Regions from separate parts of the Mus musculus genome. Here all the other regions are linked to region 1. A link is a contact called in public HiChIP or PLAC-seq and promoter capture Hi-C data. All regions are on one chromosome and are shown on one strand. Each heading gives the region's core, a stretch centred on a gene start, on an enhancer-like site or on the middle of the called end of the contact. The rest is flanking DNA. Distances are from core to core; before and after follow the strand shown.

Region 1 (3,835 bases), core at 600-3,099:
AGATACACAAATTTACCATTTATTCAATGCTTAGATATCTGGGGTGACGTTTCCTATAATAGAAATGTTTCTTCTTTTTCTTCCTACATCTTAGGGTATCAGAGACACAGAAGTTTATACCAGTGAATATTTTCTGATTTGCCCATTAGCTGGGGAATATGTCAGTAAAAGCAAAAGAAATATTTGATAAAGAAAACACCAAGTGCCTCATGCTGACTTTAAAAGACTTGACAAGTGCTTAAGGTTAACTTTAATTTGTCTCTGATTTTTAGACAACTCCACTGGTAAGTGAGCTTGCTGGATCCAGACTAGGCAAACATTCTCCAAAGCATAGCTCAAACTGGGTGGGGGTAGGGGGGTGAGGGGAGGAGAGGGGAGCAACCCGACAAAGCCAACCACTCAAGCATAAAAGTGGGGGGCCTCAGTGTCAGGAAAGACTCAGAAAAGGCTGGCTTGCAGGAAGCTGCCTTGTCACCAAGGAGTCTGTTTTCAGAAATACTTGACACCTTGATAATCTTAGCATATTTTAAAGGTTCCTTATTTATAAACTACCACACCGGTTTCTTAACTGTGATGTCCTTGGATAATCAACCACAGATCTAAACTCATGTTCCTGGCTTTCTAAAGGCAGAGCATTGAATCCTGGTCGTTTGCTAGAGAGTGTGCTAGGGCTGAATTTTTATTTCCTTTTTAAAATATAAATGAATAGTTTTTTAAGTGTAAACATCCGAAGGCATTCCTTCTCATTGACAGGCATGCTAGCACATTTCACAACCACAAATCCTCCCGAGGAGTGGCCTAGGAAGCGGCAATGATTTAAAGGGCCGAAGACTACCGTTATTCTCCACTCCCGTTGCTAATTACATTTTTACAGAACGTCGTCAGCAAGCCATAAAAGTAAAAATGATTCCTAGTGTTCTGTGGCTGTGCATTTGACCGAATTACATACAATTTGCTTCCAAAAGGAGATCCACTTCATTTGTAGGTTATTTCTCAGGAGGACCAGTTCCAGTCCAGAGATAGGCTGACGCTAACGGAGGACCTCAAAACTATCATTTTAAATTGCCATGGTAGAGAGAGGGAGAGAGGGGAGGGAGTAAGAAGTGCAGCGATTAGCCACCCTTAAGAAGGTTCCCCACACGCCTCCCACAAGGCCGGCGTCAGTCAGTCGCCTGCATCTGTCCCCACCTCGCCCCCTCCTGTCTGCGCAGCGCTGGCACCCAATGGTAGGCCCAGGAGAAGACAAACACAACCCAACAGCTACAGACACTCAACATTCCTAACTTTTTTTCTTCTCTTTCTCACTGTGTATGCCTCAAAGGTAAGCAGAGAAGGAAAAAAAAAATGACATGAGTATGAAATAAGGCTTCGTAGCCAAGGGTGCCCTGGAGTTTTAAAATCTCCCCCAGAGTCACAATAACTACCTTACACGCACTCACACTAGCCTCTTTACTGTCATGCTCTGCAGCAAAGGACTACTTCCCGGAGCTGAGCTCCAGGGCGCCTGTCCCTGGGTACAGGACAGTGTGCATCCTTCTGCACTCGGCCCACGCGCATCCCGCATCCCTGCCCACGCCCCGGGTCACGCGTCGCGCCATAGGTCCCAGGTGCTGGGATGCCGCGGAGCCCTCGCACACTACAGACACCACCCAGGTTCTCCACGGAGAACCAAGTCCCACGCCTGGGGACCTCAGGGGCCTCCCGAGTGCCCACGCCCGCGGCATGGCAGCGCTTACCTGTCCGAGAGGTGCCACGCGTGCCCCCCGCGCACTCCGGTTGCGCGGTAGCTGCAGGGTCGGCCGGGCGGCGGCGGGACCGAGACAGCGGCTCCAGAGGCGTCAGTCAGGCTGGAGCCTCCTCCTCGGCCGCCCGCGTGAGTGCGCCGCGCTGGAAGGGCGCCAGGCGGCCGTGCGCGCAGCCCCAGCCAGGAGGGGCCAAGCGCCCTGGCCGCGCCACGCTCCCCGCCCCGCCGCGCACCCGCCCGCTCTGCACATCATGCCTGCAGAGAGCCTTCAGGGACAGAGGAGTCTCCGGGTCATCCCCAGAAAATGTCCTTCCCACCTGGACAGGCTGTAGGCAGCAGAGGGAGGGGGGCGGTTGTCCTCCCCTCCCCTTGCTCCAGGAGAGGCAGACAGGACCACCAACCATGCCTGTCTCCTGAACCGCAGAGTCCTGGTCCCTGGAGGCCACGCTTACTGGCTGTCTGTTCCTCTGAGGCATGACTGGCCCTGGCATCAGCCCAAGAACATCTAAACGAGCTGAGTGGCAAGCAGAGTTTCAAACCAGTTCTATAATATGTAGGTTGTGATTTCTTATCCAGCGTAGAATACATGCTACCTAATCTACTCATGATATACATCATGGGCACGAGGAACCTTCCTGCCCAGTGGCCTGGCTATCTCCTAGGTTGCCTGCCTCTGAAAAGCCGCTTGGAAAGTGGCACCGGTATGCCGAAGGCCTTTGATCCCTCACCAAACCTCCTTATAGGTCTTCCAAGAGGAAGAGGATGGTACAGGGCCACCTCAGTCAGCCCCAGAACACAAATGTCCACTAAGAGGCCAAGGCACCTTTGAAATGTAAACGAAGGTCCTTCGGTTGAACTTCTTTTTCTAATCCTCAAACCTCCGCTTTCTGGAACACGGGTAGTTTTGCATCATCATCCAAGTGTAGCCTAGGAGGGCCTTGCTTGTAAAAACAGATCGCAGAAGTTTAAATGCCTCTTTAACTTCAAATCGAAAGTGTCTTTCTACACCTGGCTCATCTACCCTGCTGTAACCGAGCTATGATAGGTTTCTGATTGACCTGGAGAGGAAGAAACCCCAGAAGAAATACTGTCCGGTGGTGGTGGAACGTTCCAAGCCATGGGCTGGAAGAGGGCTGTGCTTTGTGTATATTTAGAGGCAAGTAAACTAATTAGGTTCTCTGAATCGATACCTTGCAGCTCAGGGATTCCACCCCCCTCCCAGAAATGATATTAAAGAAAGAAGTGATCCAATCAGATTCGGAAGAAGCACAAACTGTTGGAAGACCTCTGCTAAGCAGGCTCAAGCTTCCACAATGGAGGCTGTGAGTTCACAGAAGTCAAGAGACATGTAGGAAGGGGTAGGGGTGGGACGGGCCTTTGTGTGTCCTCTGCCCTTTCTGGACTTTACTCCCTAAAGGTTAGGGAGATAAAACAGTAAGACCTGGTGGGATTCAAGAAAGGGCAAACACCAGCCCTGGAGAAGAACACACGCTGATGGATTCTTTTGACCACCCTGGTTATAAAAATTCTCCTCTCTAATCTATCTTCTTCTGCGTTTTTTTTTTTTTAATCATATAATAGGAACATAATTCTCTTCCACCACAGCACTGTGTTACAGAAATGCACAGGAAACCAGACTGTCAACAGTTGTGATGAGGTGGTAATTCCCTTATAAATTTGGTTAGGGACCTGAAAAAAAAAAAAAAGCACAGCTAAAATTTTCTGGGAGAATATACCAATTGGGAAGACTGTGAGCATCCTTGCTGTTCCTACTTCTGCCCACATCTGTTAGACGCACAGTGCTACAGCTGGGCTCCGAAGTACCCTGCAAATCTGTGTATGAAACACACCTGCCTGGGCTCCAATGAGTGGCAGTGTTGGGAAGTGGTTTGTTAGAGAAGTTTCCCTTACTGGCAACATAAAACTGAAGAGGGTATAAGTACCCTGGCTCCTTCTCTGGATGGCCATGAAGTGACCTCATCTTCCTTTGACACATGCTCCCTCCATGGGCCCAATCAGAGCCAAACCTCAGAGTCAAAATAAGCTTTTCCTCCGCTTCAGTTGTCACAGTGACGGAAAGCTTACTCACAC
Region 2 (3,835 bases), core at 874-3,373, 490 kb before region 1:
GGCATTACATTCCCTGCTCCCCACCCATGAGCAGGCAGTGATGGGACCAGCATGGCAGAGCTATGCTCGAAGTGAAATAACTGCCAACCCCACAGCTTCCACTAACTGAAAGCCAAGGCCCGCTGCGCACACTTCAGTCTTCTGGGAATCATGTGTGGAATGAAAACAGGTGCCCTCCCCTCGCCTCTGCTGGCTCGGCTTTCAGAGTCTTAGTCACACATGTGAACTAAGAACTCTAGAAGAAAATTCTCCGGGCTCCCACAGGTTCACACTTCCTATACAGGAAGCTAGCTAGAACACACTTGGCCAGCATTTGCAGAGCATGGGAGGATAGAAGTCTCTGGATACAAATGTGGGCACCAAGAAGGTGCTCAGAGCCCTCAGCCACAGAGACTACAAACTGTGGGTGGGGAAGAGCATGGACTTTTATCATACTCTACAAATATTACAAAGCCAGAGAAGCAGTGTTGCTCGTTGTGGGGTTTCTCACCATTCTAAGGAATATTATATTCACCTTTCTGTGAATGAGCTCCCATTTCATCAATTTTAGAAACACACACACACACACACACACACACACACACACACACACACACACACACGTCTAGCATAAATCCACGCCATCACACATGGAAATCCCAAAGCATATTTTAGCAGTTGGATTAGGATTCAGGTGGATAGAGAGGTATGGAATAAAAGACATGCATGTGTTTCTCCGGAGTGCACGCACCACCCAAGCCAGCACATCACAGGATGTGGGAACATCTTTTAAATGTTCTTACATATAACCTCTCTTGAAATCCCTCCTAACCTGCATTCATGAAACATTCCATACCTAAAACGCTGCCCTACTTTCCTTTCCCATTGAAAGGCGATATATTTAGGAACAGTCATGACACGGTCGTTCCCCACCCCCCCCCCGCCCCCTTCGGAACACCCTGCAGTGTGGCAGCTGAGCGCGCGTGCACAGTAACCTGGGCACACATTCACAGGTGCAGTCAGAGAGGGAGCCCTGTTTGAATGAAATCTTCTTGTTACTTCTCTCACCCACAAGGATTTCCTTGCCAAATCCAGTGGCGATGCCTCAGAAACCTGATTTTCAAAAGCAGCCTCTTTTGTGGGGCAATGCGGCGCTGTGTGTGCGCTCCCCCTAGGAGGAAAATGTCTTTTCCTCTCTGCATGCTTTTAGCACTGCAGGTACTAATTCGTACACAAGGCTTCCTGGCTGTCCCCAGAGGAACTTGAGACCATGCAAAAAGGTACTTGCAACGCCTACACTGCAGCCCCCATCACCAGGCACATGCCACCCTCCTGGGCACTCGGGAAAGCATGCACACAATAAGAGGCCAGGCCCAGCCACTCCTTCCTTGCCCACTTGGTCCTAGCTCCACAGTCAATCCTGACAATGACAAGCGCCTCTCCCAGCTCCTCCGCGGCTCTCTATCTCCAACAACAAGGGGATGGAAAGCCTTGGAGGGCCCAACCCGCCAGACTCCCTATTTAAAGCCGGTGGCACCAGACAAAAGAGGCAGGAGCCAGCAACCCTGGGGCCGCGGGCACACAACGCTTCCTGGCCGGACCAAACTAGCCAGCCCAGAGCAGCCGTCTTTCGAGGAACGGCGGGCGGGGCGGCTGCTGCCCAGTGGGGTCCATCCTGGCCAGGGCTTCCAGGGCTGCGGTCAGACGGCACCACGGGGCCTGCCCGCACCTTCCCCAGCCCAGGCAAAGCACGCACCGGTCGCGGGTGGAGGCTGGGTTGTCTGTGGCCGGCTGCTGGAGCTGTCCTCGCCGGGCTGGGCGCGGCTGGGGCTGCGGAGCACGAGCGTCTGGAAGCTGCGACCGCTAGTGCACTGATGCGCTGGAGCTGGTCCTCATTGAAATGCGGTTCTCCGCTCAGCCTCACTCCAGCCTCTCTCCCGAGGAGGGCGGTGGCGCGCAAGCTTTTCTTGTGTCTCACTCGCTCACATGCCCTCCCTTCTCCCTCCTTCTCCTGCTCCGCCCTCCGCCCTCCTTGGCAGGGCGCGCCCACCGTGGCTGAGTCCAGGGTCCTCCCTCCTCTAGCCAGGCTTCTGGTTGCAATGGTCTTGGTAATCTGGATTGCCTGGACACCCCTCCGCTCCCAAGCCTCCCCAGTCGCTAGAAGGACTTGCCAGAGGATGGGGGCAGATTGGTTGGTGGCTCAGGGAACTGAGAAAGAATATCGATAGAGATGAATCTGAAGCAGGTCATGTGCTGGGCAGAGAAGTGGTCCAGTATTGAGGTCGCCTTCATCAAAGGAGACCAGAGGAACTCACCCACCTACCCACACACCCCTACATCTTTTCATTTGGCATTGTGGTTTGACACGCCCTTCCCAGGAATAGGGAAGCCAGTAGGATTGCCCCTCAAAACTGCTTTTTCTGAACTGTCCTGGGAGACCAGATCTGGACCCTTCAAACTAAGCAATGTAAAGTAATCCTCAGTCTCCCTACTTGGGGAGGGCCACGTTCCACTCGTCATTCGCGATTGACCCCAAGACATGAGTCACTGTTGAGATGGTGGCCTCCTGCTTAGGGCTTTATTTCACAATAAGCTTTTGATAACTTAAGGCCACACTTAGACTGCTCTTGGAGGCCTCTTGGCTGCAAGACTGGCAGTCTGTCAGGGTGGAAAGTCCCATAAGCTTACACAAGCCTTCCCTCCCCGAACAAGAATGTTCTCAGAACCCAGATGTTCACAGCTTCCACTGGATACAATTCTGGGGACTGGGACCCCATCCCAGGTATCTCTGAAACATTTGCATGGCTCAGTATGCAGCCTAAATATATATATTTAAAAGTCATTAGACAATACATAGACACATGCCAATATATGTATTTGTTTGTCTTACTGACTCTGGGCTGCTCAATAAAAAACACAAAATTAATTTTTTCTGCCCACTGGGTCCAGTTATGTATTTTACTATTTATTGTTACTAAAAGTTATTCTGAAATTCTCCTGAAGTATTCTGTTCATGCTGATTACCCTTTGTTAGAAAATGCAGCCAACTGGGATATGTATTACATATTCAATAAATGATGAGATATCTACTTCTGAGCTACTCAAGAGGCCAGAGATGAGTGTAGAATGCACTCACCAAATTAACTAGATGCAAAGTCCCACGCTCTGCTTCTTCAAATTCTAGTGCAAAAGTAAGGCTCAGAGCTAAGCCAAGAGATGGACACCAAACAAGTCTGTTTCATTGAGACCAGAAATCAAGACCTCCACTTATCTTGCCAGTGAGAAGTCCCCAGTGATTTCTTCCAAGTGTGTGACTAATAGAGATCCTACCTCGAACCTCCCCCCAGTGGACATGCTGTCAAGGTCATTTCATTTTATAAATGACTTATTTATCTCAATTTTATGTGTATGAATGTTTGCCTACATGTATGTATGCATAGCACATGTGTGCAGTGCTCCTGGAGACCAGGAGAGGATGTGGTATCCCCTAGAGCTGGAGTTGCAGGTGTTTGTAAGCCACTGTGTGGGTGCTGGGAACTGAACCCAGGTCCTCTGCAAATGTAACAAGAGCTCCTACCCACTGAGCCATCTCTCCAGCCTCCTCGAGGTAATTTATTAAGCATTTTATATGACTTAACCGTATCTTACCATGGTCCTAGTGTTACAGGGTCTGCTTAAATCCATCATAACTCAAACACCAGGTCAATGAAGAAGACAAAAATGTATTGTAATCAAGTTGCTACTGGTCAATCAGGACCTCAGAAAAGACTCAGGAGCTGAACTGAAGCAAAGAGCCAGAATATCACAGGATATTTAAGCTCACATCTCATAAACACCTACGCCAAGTTATTATTAC
Region 3 (3,835 bases), core at 985-3,484, 320 kb before region 1:
ACCTCAGCAGAGGGTGGAATAGACTCAGGCTTTCCATACCCAGGACAATCTTCTCTTCATACTACTCCATAGCCTTGGTGCCACATGTATGTGGTAGCACCTCTTCCCTGCCATACGAGGAACGGCAGTGACAGACTGATGATGGGCACGCTGTGAAAGAATTCACCAAGACAAAAGGGCGGGAGAGAGTTTATTAGATCAGAATCAGGCAAGACAGCAGAGAACAGTAGGAAACACTCAACAGGCTCCTGTCACAGGGTCTATGCAGGCTGGCACTTAATGTCACTGTACAGTTGCTTAGGCTTGTTTGTTCAAGACAGGGCTTCACTATGTAGCCCTGGCTGGCCTGGAACTCACCATGAAGACCAGGCTGGACTTGCACTCATAGAGATCAGCCTGCCTCTGAGTGCTAGGATTAAGAGCCTGTGCCAAGACACCAGGCAAGCTGTTTAGCTCTCAATGGGTGGGACACCTGTGTAGGGTTACTTGTGAGTTAGGAAGATGACGCATCATTCTACTGAAGGGCAAACTTTACCGTATGGGTTGTCTCTCTTTGGGACCTGGATCTTTGTGCAACATAACATGCTTAAGTCACTAGAGAGCAAACTCACGATTGTCTGAGCCTGTTTCTTAAAGGGTGGAGTTCTCTGTAATCAAGATACACCAAGATAGATTGTAGAGCCCGGGATGGTGATTCGAGCCTGGGATTCTAGCACTTGGGAGATGAGGCGAGTGTGTGTGTGTGTGTGTGTGTGTGTGTGTGTGTGTGTGTGTGTGTGATTTCTCTGGTATCCAAGTGTTCGGGTCCAGAATGGCTTTAAAAAATCCTGCCCACTCAGTTACTCACATCTGACTGTTTCAGTCACCTTGTCTCCTTTATTGTTGATCTCTCAAGGATGCCTGTGACATTTTCATTAAATCCAGTAACAAGCAAATCCATGTAGTCAAGTTAAAAAGCAGCAAGAAAGCACCGTCATTGCTTCATTTGGGAACAGTGGCTTATTTAAAAGATAAGTATTGTATCAACTAAATTGTCCAAAAATAGCTTTTGAGTTGTAAGAAGACTACACAAGTAATAGAAATAATATCTAAACAGCTCCACATATTCTAATTTTTCGGAATAAATGTAGATGTCTTAGAGCTGGTACCTATTCTGGATGCTTCTCTTTGTGGCGTCAGACAGCAATAGTACCAACAGAACCCAAAGCCTTCAATTTCCAAAGCTATTTGTCCCAGAGTTTCTTTGATATGTCCCTGGTGTAAGTGGATCCAAAATGCTTTTGCAGATAAACATTTGAAAGTGAGTTTTATATCGTTTCTGAAATCTGGCAAGGGAAATTATCTCTAGAGGGATCCATCTCATTATGTCGGCAGTTTTTATTAAGTTTTAATCAGCCTTTTCATTGTTGAAGAGCTCGTGTTCCCAGGAGGTGTAAGTTCAGGCACCCAGAGCTTGAAGCTTAAATATATAATCTTCACAAAGGTCTAGCTGGTCTTAGACACTGGTTGGTTAATAACACAGAATTAAATAGCTCTGCCAGAACGGGATCTGTCACAGACACCCACAAAAGTCACAGTGGGTGGCACGCTCCAATCAACCACAGCAGGAGGGCAGCACAGAGTTGGAACTGTTGTGGAGACTAAGCTTCATATTTAATTAATCCTGAAAGTTTTAATTAGCAAACTGTCATACTAATTAATGTTCCTCAGATCCTGGGGAAAGGAGACCAGCGTTGAGGTGATCTAAATCTGCCCCTTTAAAAACAATGGTTCTCATTCAGGATGGGTGTTCAACCTCAATTTAATTCCTTAGCTCAAAGACCGATCATGCTGCCTACTAATTTTGAACCACAGAGTTTCCCAAGTGAAAATCAATTAATTCAACATTCACAGTTAGCCACTGTAGGTTTTAGAAATAATTACTTTTGTCAGTCTACCAGAAGACAGTGGTGCCATCTTTCCAACACTGGGCACTGTGCAGAGACTCAAATGACATGTCTTTCCTTTAAAATTTAACACTCCATTTTAAAGTAAAAGGTTTTCATTTTCCTGATTGGATCACTCTGAGTGTGTATAAGTATATGTACTAAGATTCATAAAGGCATTATAAATCTATTTAATTGAACATTAGATGTTGTCGGCATGTGCAGGGAGCTTATGATGTGGCTGAGTTTGCAGAGGAGTTTGAGCTGTGTGCTTCTTTTCCAAGCTAAGGATATGTGTCAGCTCTAGGCCTTTCCAAACAGGAGCACCTGAGCCTTTGCTCACAACCTCTGGGATGTAGCCACATCACAGGCTGCCAGGAACAGTTTCTCAACCAAAGGTCCATTGTTTCTTTGTTGGAACGATCTAAATTAGAACCATGGAGTTACCTCTGGGGATCTTTGTTCAATGGGCCTTGTGTCCATGACGTCTTCTTCAGATAGTAATCATGCCGTAGCATGATTCGGTGCCAGGAATTTGTCCACTGTAAACAAGGCCCACAGTCCCATACCCAGCACCACAAAGAAGAGGTGGGCCATACTGGTGAAATATTCCCTCTACAACAGTCTGAATGGGCTCTCATGCGACTATACAAAGTGGTGAGCTGGTGATTGAGTGAAGCCCCTGATAATAACAAGCGTGCTGATGTGTGTCTGTAAACCAAGTTAAAAAAAAAAAAAGTAAAACAATTCCAGATTACTCATGGACTTGCACTAAAGCATATTAAAGAAAGGTAGTATTCTAAAACATTATACATGCTGATTTAATATGATGATATAAATGCTGATATAAATGTGAGCTAATTTCCACTCTCTAAATGAAAACTGTATACAAAACTTTTTGGATACATAAACATAATAGGTGCTGATAAAAGAGATAAATTAGTCAATGATTACCTGGACTGGTTAGTATGAATTTAGTTATAGAGATTATATTGAATACAATGTTAATTTAAAAATATTTCTTATTTCAAAAAGTTTTTACTTGTATTATGTATTCATAAATATGCGGGCAGTACCCAAGGAGTCCAGAAGAGACCCTCAGATTTCCCTGGAACTGGAGTTATAGATGGATATAAACCACCATGTGGGTGCAGCAAACCAAACCTTGGCCCTCTGGGAGAGTAGCCAGTGCCCTTAACCACTGAGGCATCTCTCCAGCTTTAAGACTTCTTGCTTTTGAAAGGTATCCTTTAACAGGAAACAAACAAACAAACAGATGAACACAAACCCCTCTATTCTCTTCCACTGAGCATAACAAAATAAGTTAACAAAAAAGTTTTTTGGTTTTTTTTTTTTTTTTTTAATCACAAAATGTTCTAAGCATCACAGAAAGTCTATGTTTCCTACAGGCAAAGGTCAGGGGTCAGAGAGGTGAAGGGCAGAGAAAGGATCTTAGAATTTCTTTGCTGCTAATGTTTGGGGTTAGAGAGGGATGTTGATCCAGACAGAACTTATGTCCTGACTAGAGAGGACTCTCTGATATGAGCAGCAAGGAGACCTTGAGTTAATGTATATGTATATATGTGTGTGTGTGTGTGTGTGTGTGTGTATGATATTAGTTTCCTATCAATGCAAATTTGTTAAAAATATTTTCCCATTGTGTGGAGTGTTGTTTTGTTCAAATGACAGTGTCCTTTGCCTTACAGACGCTTTTTAATATCATGAGGTCCCATTTACTAATTGTTGATCTCAGTGCCCGTGCTAGTGGTGCTCTGTTTAGAAGAAAGACCTTTTCCTGTGCTGATGAGTACAAGCCCACTTGAACTCATCCCCCCACTTTCTCTTCCATTTGGTTCACTGTGTCTGGTTTTATGTTGAGGTCTTTGATCCATCTGGAGTTGAGTTCTGTG
Region 4 (3,835 bases), core at 669-3,168, 300 kb before region 1:
CTCAATGTGACTGGATATACTCAAGGATCAGTCATAAGTTAACTGCGCAAGTGGAAGCTGATAGACAGCTGCAGATCCTGCTTGTATGTATCTGCTGCGGACCGTTTTTATGAAGGTTTTCATTAATTTTAGTACACTATATGCACTGACAAGAAGTAACACTTCGTTGATAGATGAGATGACCAGGTTTTATAGCTTTGGCTGGCCTATGTTGCCAGGTAGCCCCTTTGCTATGGTTCTTTCTGGTGGAGCCACTGAGACTTGGTCAGAAGATGCAGGTATCCTGTCCTGTAGTACTACCTGCTTTGTGTGTTTTGCATTTTCTTCTGGAAAAAGTTATAACAGATAGGAATATTTCAGGCTATTTTGGCTTAAAATAAAACAAAATTTTAGCACCAAAAAAAAAAAAAAATGTCCCCTCCCAAGCCTGTCAGTCTCTTGTCTGAACTTGTTACCAGGCTCCAGCTGAGACCTTAAGCCACACCCAGCAATCACAACAACGGTTTGGCTTTCTTGGGAGATTTCCAGGAAGTCGCGTAGGCATAGCCTGTCACCAGTCAGAGCACCTTGCAAAACAGCTCCTTTGGGCCTGGATGACTTATGAACATCTATGGCAGCAACCAAGATGTTCCCGCATCCTGTGTGTTGTCTCCATGTTTGAAGGCACGAGAATTGAGAATTAGAGGATGCAACATGTCATCCAGAACAAGGAAGCTTTGCGCTTCTGCATCCAGTATGGGTTGGTGAAACGCTTCGCAAAGCCCTCTCCACAAGATGGGCCACACTTTTCCTAGAATCTTCTGCGTCTAGTCGGTTGAGACAGTTCACATCTGCTAACCCCCTCTCTCGTGAACGCATCAATTAATAATACACTTAGGCAGGCTAACGACCTTTGCTTAAAGTTTGGATGGCCTTTGGAACTGCTTTTAGAATTTAGGGGTGGATTTTATTTCTAAGCAAAAGCAGTTACAGGATGTGTGTGTGTGTGTGTGTCTGTGCATGTATGCATATACACTCATATATACTGATATATGATGCATAGACATATACATCTGGTGCTCACATATATGTGAGTACACGTGTGTATATATTTTCAAAAAAAGTTAACCAATTATGTAAACTCAGTTTGCTGATTGCCTGTCACCTCTACAAGTGCCAGGGTTTCCATGATTCAAGAATTGCCTTGCCCTTTTAGAACCTTCTTTTTGGTTAAACTCCCACTCCCAGTCCTGGGACTCTCCTTTCACACGTGGCCGTGGCCGGGTCATCGGAGCAATGACCTCAGCTCAGAATCTCTCAACATCCAAGCCACAGAGGCTCCCCGCATTCCTTCCTCTTCCCCGCACCAGCGGTGCCCAAGGGGAAGACCTCTCACGGGTGGCTGGGGCACCTCGAGTTACATTACGGCCCCAAATCTCTCCCGGCTCCCTTTGCCACACTTCCGGCCCCTGACCACCCTGGAAGGCTAAGCTGTGGCACAGCCCTCCGCCGCCCAGGGTCGGGAGCCCGTGGGGCAGGCGTCCGAGAGAAGGAGATGGGGAAGGGGAGCGAGCCGCGCCCTCGGGCCGGCCAGGAGGGCGCCGCGGCCTCAGCCCGAGGACCCCGCGTCGCTCTCCCGAGCCAGGGTTCTCGGGAGCGGGCCGCGCAGGAGACGTTGGCGGGAGGGGTTCGTAGCTGTTGGGGGAACCGGCTCCTGGGGAACTGTCCCTTTCAGGGAGGCTACCGTGTGTAAGCCGCCGTCAGCCCTCCCTGGTGACATCGACCAGAGGGGTGCAAGTGGCGACGTGCGGTGCAGTGCGGTTCGGTGCGCCTGGCACGCCTGGCTTTGCGGTTCAGGAGCCCGGGGCTGCGCGGTTGGCCCCGCCCGGCAGCGCCCCGGGGGCCGAGCATCAGCGGGCAGAGCTGCAGGTGAGCGGTCGCCAGGACGATGAGGACCCGGGCGCACGCCCGCCGCGGTTGGCATGGAAGCGGCTCTGCTGGGCTCGGGGTGGCCGCTGATTGGCTGATTCAACAGACGCGGCTGGGTCGAAAGTCCTCAGTGGCGAGCGCACTAGCCGAGGCTGCTGGAACCGGCCCCCTGGAATCTCTCCTCTCCGGGTCCCCTCCCTCCGCGCACGGCCCCGCCCGCCCGGCCCCGGCCGGGGTGCGCTTGCTAATCGCCCAGACAGAGAAGAACCTGAGAAGCAGGGCCTGCTGTGGGTTCCCAAGCAGGTTTGGGGGCCTTACTTCTGGAGAGAAGCGCCTGCTTGTCACTTGGGAAGGGAACTCACCTTTTCCCAGCCAGGGATCTTGGATTTTGAATCAAATCTGGAAGGGGGCGAGGGAAGGAGGATCAGGAATCTTAGGTTCTGCTTCCCTCTGCCCTAAATCAATGTGGGCAGACAATCCTGGCGTGGAGTTTGGGCTCCATCCGGCTCTCTCTGCAACCTTTAGCCTGGGGTCATATTAAAGCCCATTCAGCCATTGTTTGGTTCTGAGTTGGTTGCTCTGATGCCTGAGCTGTCACTTGGGACCTTAATGTTTGTCGGGAAGTTGGGACATTGGTAGTGACTCTGGAGCTTGGCACTCCAGAGTTCTCTGCATTTCCGGGTCCCTAGGTTGAGAGGTAAACTAACTGTGTCTCCTCTTTCCTGGATAGCAGCAGGCTGTGGCTTACTAGGCAATGCATCGCCAGAGCTCCAAGAGTGGAGTCGCTCTGCCTCCAGTGGGCCAAGGTCCTGATGCTTGTCAAATGCTCAGCAGAGCTCAGCTTGGCCAGGATCCCCCACAGAGAACCGTGCTAGGGGTGTTGACTGAAAATGAGCAGTACAGGAGGACCTGTGGCCAGGTAATGACCCAGGAGCACCAGGAAATATGCCACGGAGAAGGCTTGCTGTGGCAGTATGCGTGTGTGTGTGTGTGTGTGTGTGTGTGTGTGTGTGTGTGTGTGTGTGCATGCACTCATGCACTTGTGCCTGCATGTCAAATACATGGAGAACGATGCCAAGGACAAAGAAGGCTTTCTATGATAGTGTGCATCTGTGTGCACGTGTGTGCACATGTGTGCATATGTGTATGTAGGAACTGTTTGGGTTAAGTGATTCAAGGGCTAGTCAGAAAGAATGAAATTACACTGTCCTATAGCCCTGGAGATGCTCTGAGCCGCCAGAAAGATGTTCAGTAGGAGCTAGGCTACCACGAATTAATCGGGGAGAGCTTGTGTTGTGTTCTGTGGCCGCACTGTGTGTACCAGGATACACCAGCTTACTTTATGAACTAGAGGTTGGTATTAGAGCACACATCTCTACCACTACAGACCAGGAATGGTCACTGAGGTATTTGCTTACTTGTCTGCTTCAAATTGACTAAAGGATTTTCCCTTGAAGACAGATATTCAGACATTTAAGAGAAGAAATCTGAATCTACAACAATGATTTTTTTTTTGAGATAGAAAATAAAATCTCCCTTGATCCTGCTGCTAGATAATGATGATGATGCTTCACCTCTATTACAAGTCTATGGAATCCAGTGCTTACAAGAGTCCAGTCCGGAAGTACAAAGTGTGGTAGAGGCCCATTCAGAGGCCCTCTCATCTGCTGCCTTCGAGTCCACTGCCTTTTGTTGGGCTTTGATCCACTGTGATCCTTTTAATGTTTTGGGTCAAGTTAAGTGAAAGTAATTTAAATAGAACTTGATTAGCAATGTTCAGTTCTTTAAACATATAATCTAAGACCTGAATTTATGAATTAGAACCAGTGTCTGTACTAAATGACCTTGTTTCACATTCACACCTGTGCTGCCTGGAGCCACTGCTTGGTGGCCCCTCTACACTCCACCATGCCCTCTGCTGCCTCAT

The links. Promoter capture Hi-C pulls out the DNA fragments that hold promoters and counts their contacts. HiChIP or PLAC-seq counts read pairs in DNA pulled down with a chosen protein or histone mark.
Region 2: a contact with region 1 is called in a promoter capture Hi-C map of hippocampal neurons, with 2.8 times the contacts expected there. The contact joins the promoter of Dclk1 here to the promoter of Smad9 in region 1. A contact is called at or near these places in 2 of 39 promoter capture datasets (the 3T3-L1 cell line and hippocampal neurons).
Region 3: an H3K4me3 HiChIP or PLAC-seq map of embryonic forebrain shows a contact between it and region 1, with 5 times the contacts expected there. The contact joins the enhancer-like site here to the promoter of Smad9 in region 1. A contact is called at or near these places in 8 of 39 promoter capture datasets (the 3T3-L1 cell line, the C10 cell line, cranial neural crest and 4 more), 1 of 15 datasets of contacts at CTCF or cohesin (the NIH/3T3 cell line), 8 of 484 Hi-C or Micro-C datasets (the G1E-ER4 cell line, adipose-derived mesenchymal stem cells, embryonic fibroblasts and 5 more), 6 of 115 datasets of contacts at active chromatin or transcription factors (embryonic basal ganglia, embryonic forebrain, embryonic midbrain and 3 more) and 2 of 9 other capture datasets (adipose tissue and liver).
Region 4: a promoter capture Hi-C map of hippocampal neurons shows a contact between it and region 1, with 4 times the contacts expected there. The contact joins the promoter of 4931419H13Rik here to the promoter of Smad9 in region 1. A contact is called at or near these places in 6 of 39 promoter capture datasets (the 3T3-L1 cell line, cranial neural crest, embryonic stem cells and 2 more), 1 of 15 datasets of contacts at CTCF or cohesin (the NIH/3T3 cell line), 10 of 484 Hi-C or Micro-C datasets (the G1E-ER4 cell line, adipose-derived mesenchymal stem cells, embryonic fibroblasts and 7 more), 6 of 115 datasets of contacts at active chromatin or transcription factors (embryonic basal ganglia, embryonic hindbrain, embryonic midbrain and 3 more) and 1 of 9 other capture datasets (adipose tissue).

What each region holds. Positions count from the first base shown.
Region 1 is chr3:54,753,596-54,757,430 of GRCm38.p6, reverse strand. It overlaps Smad9 (SMAD family member 9), which reads right to left and starts at 1,849. Exons shown (of 6, transcript NM_019483.5): 1 at 1,737-1,849.
Region 2 is chr3:55,240,652-55,244,486 of GRCm38.p6, reverse strand. Dclk1 (doublecortin-like kinase 1) reads right to left here and starts at 2,123. Exons shown (of 17, transcript NM_001195538.2): 1 at 1,736-2,123.
Region 3 is chr3:55,073,245-55,077,079 of GRCm38.p6, reverse strand. All of the region lies in intron 6 of 4931419H13Rik (RIKEN cDNA 4931419H13 gene), which reads right to left. Among named protein-coding and RNA genes, the nearest start is that of 4931419H13Rik, 20 kb to the right of the region's middle. Within about 2 kb of position 2,234, at least 3 of the 459 cell types and tissues checked have an H3K27ac peak or open chromatin away from gene starts, as enhancers often do. A contact at or near this core is called in embryonic forebrain, where this site is marked.
Region 4 is chr3:55,053,325-55,057,159 of GRCm38.p6, reverse strand. 4931419H13Rik (RIKEN cDNA 4931419H13 gene) reads right to left here and starts at 1,918. Exons shown (of 8, transcript NR_040593.1): 1 at 1,724-1,918. Ccna1 (cyclin A1) reads left to right here and starts at 2,105. Exons shown (of 9, transcript NM_007628.3): 1 at 2,105-2,195; 2 at 2,642-2,827. The coding sequence starts at 2,663.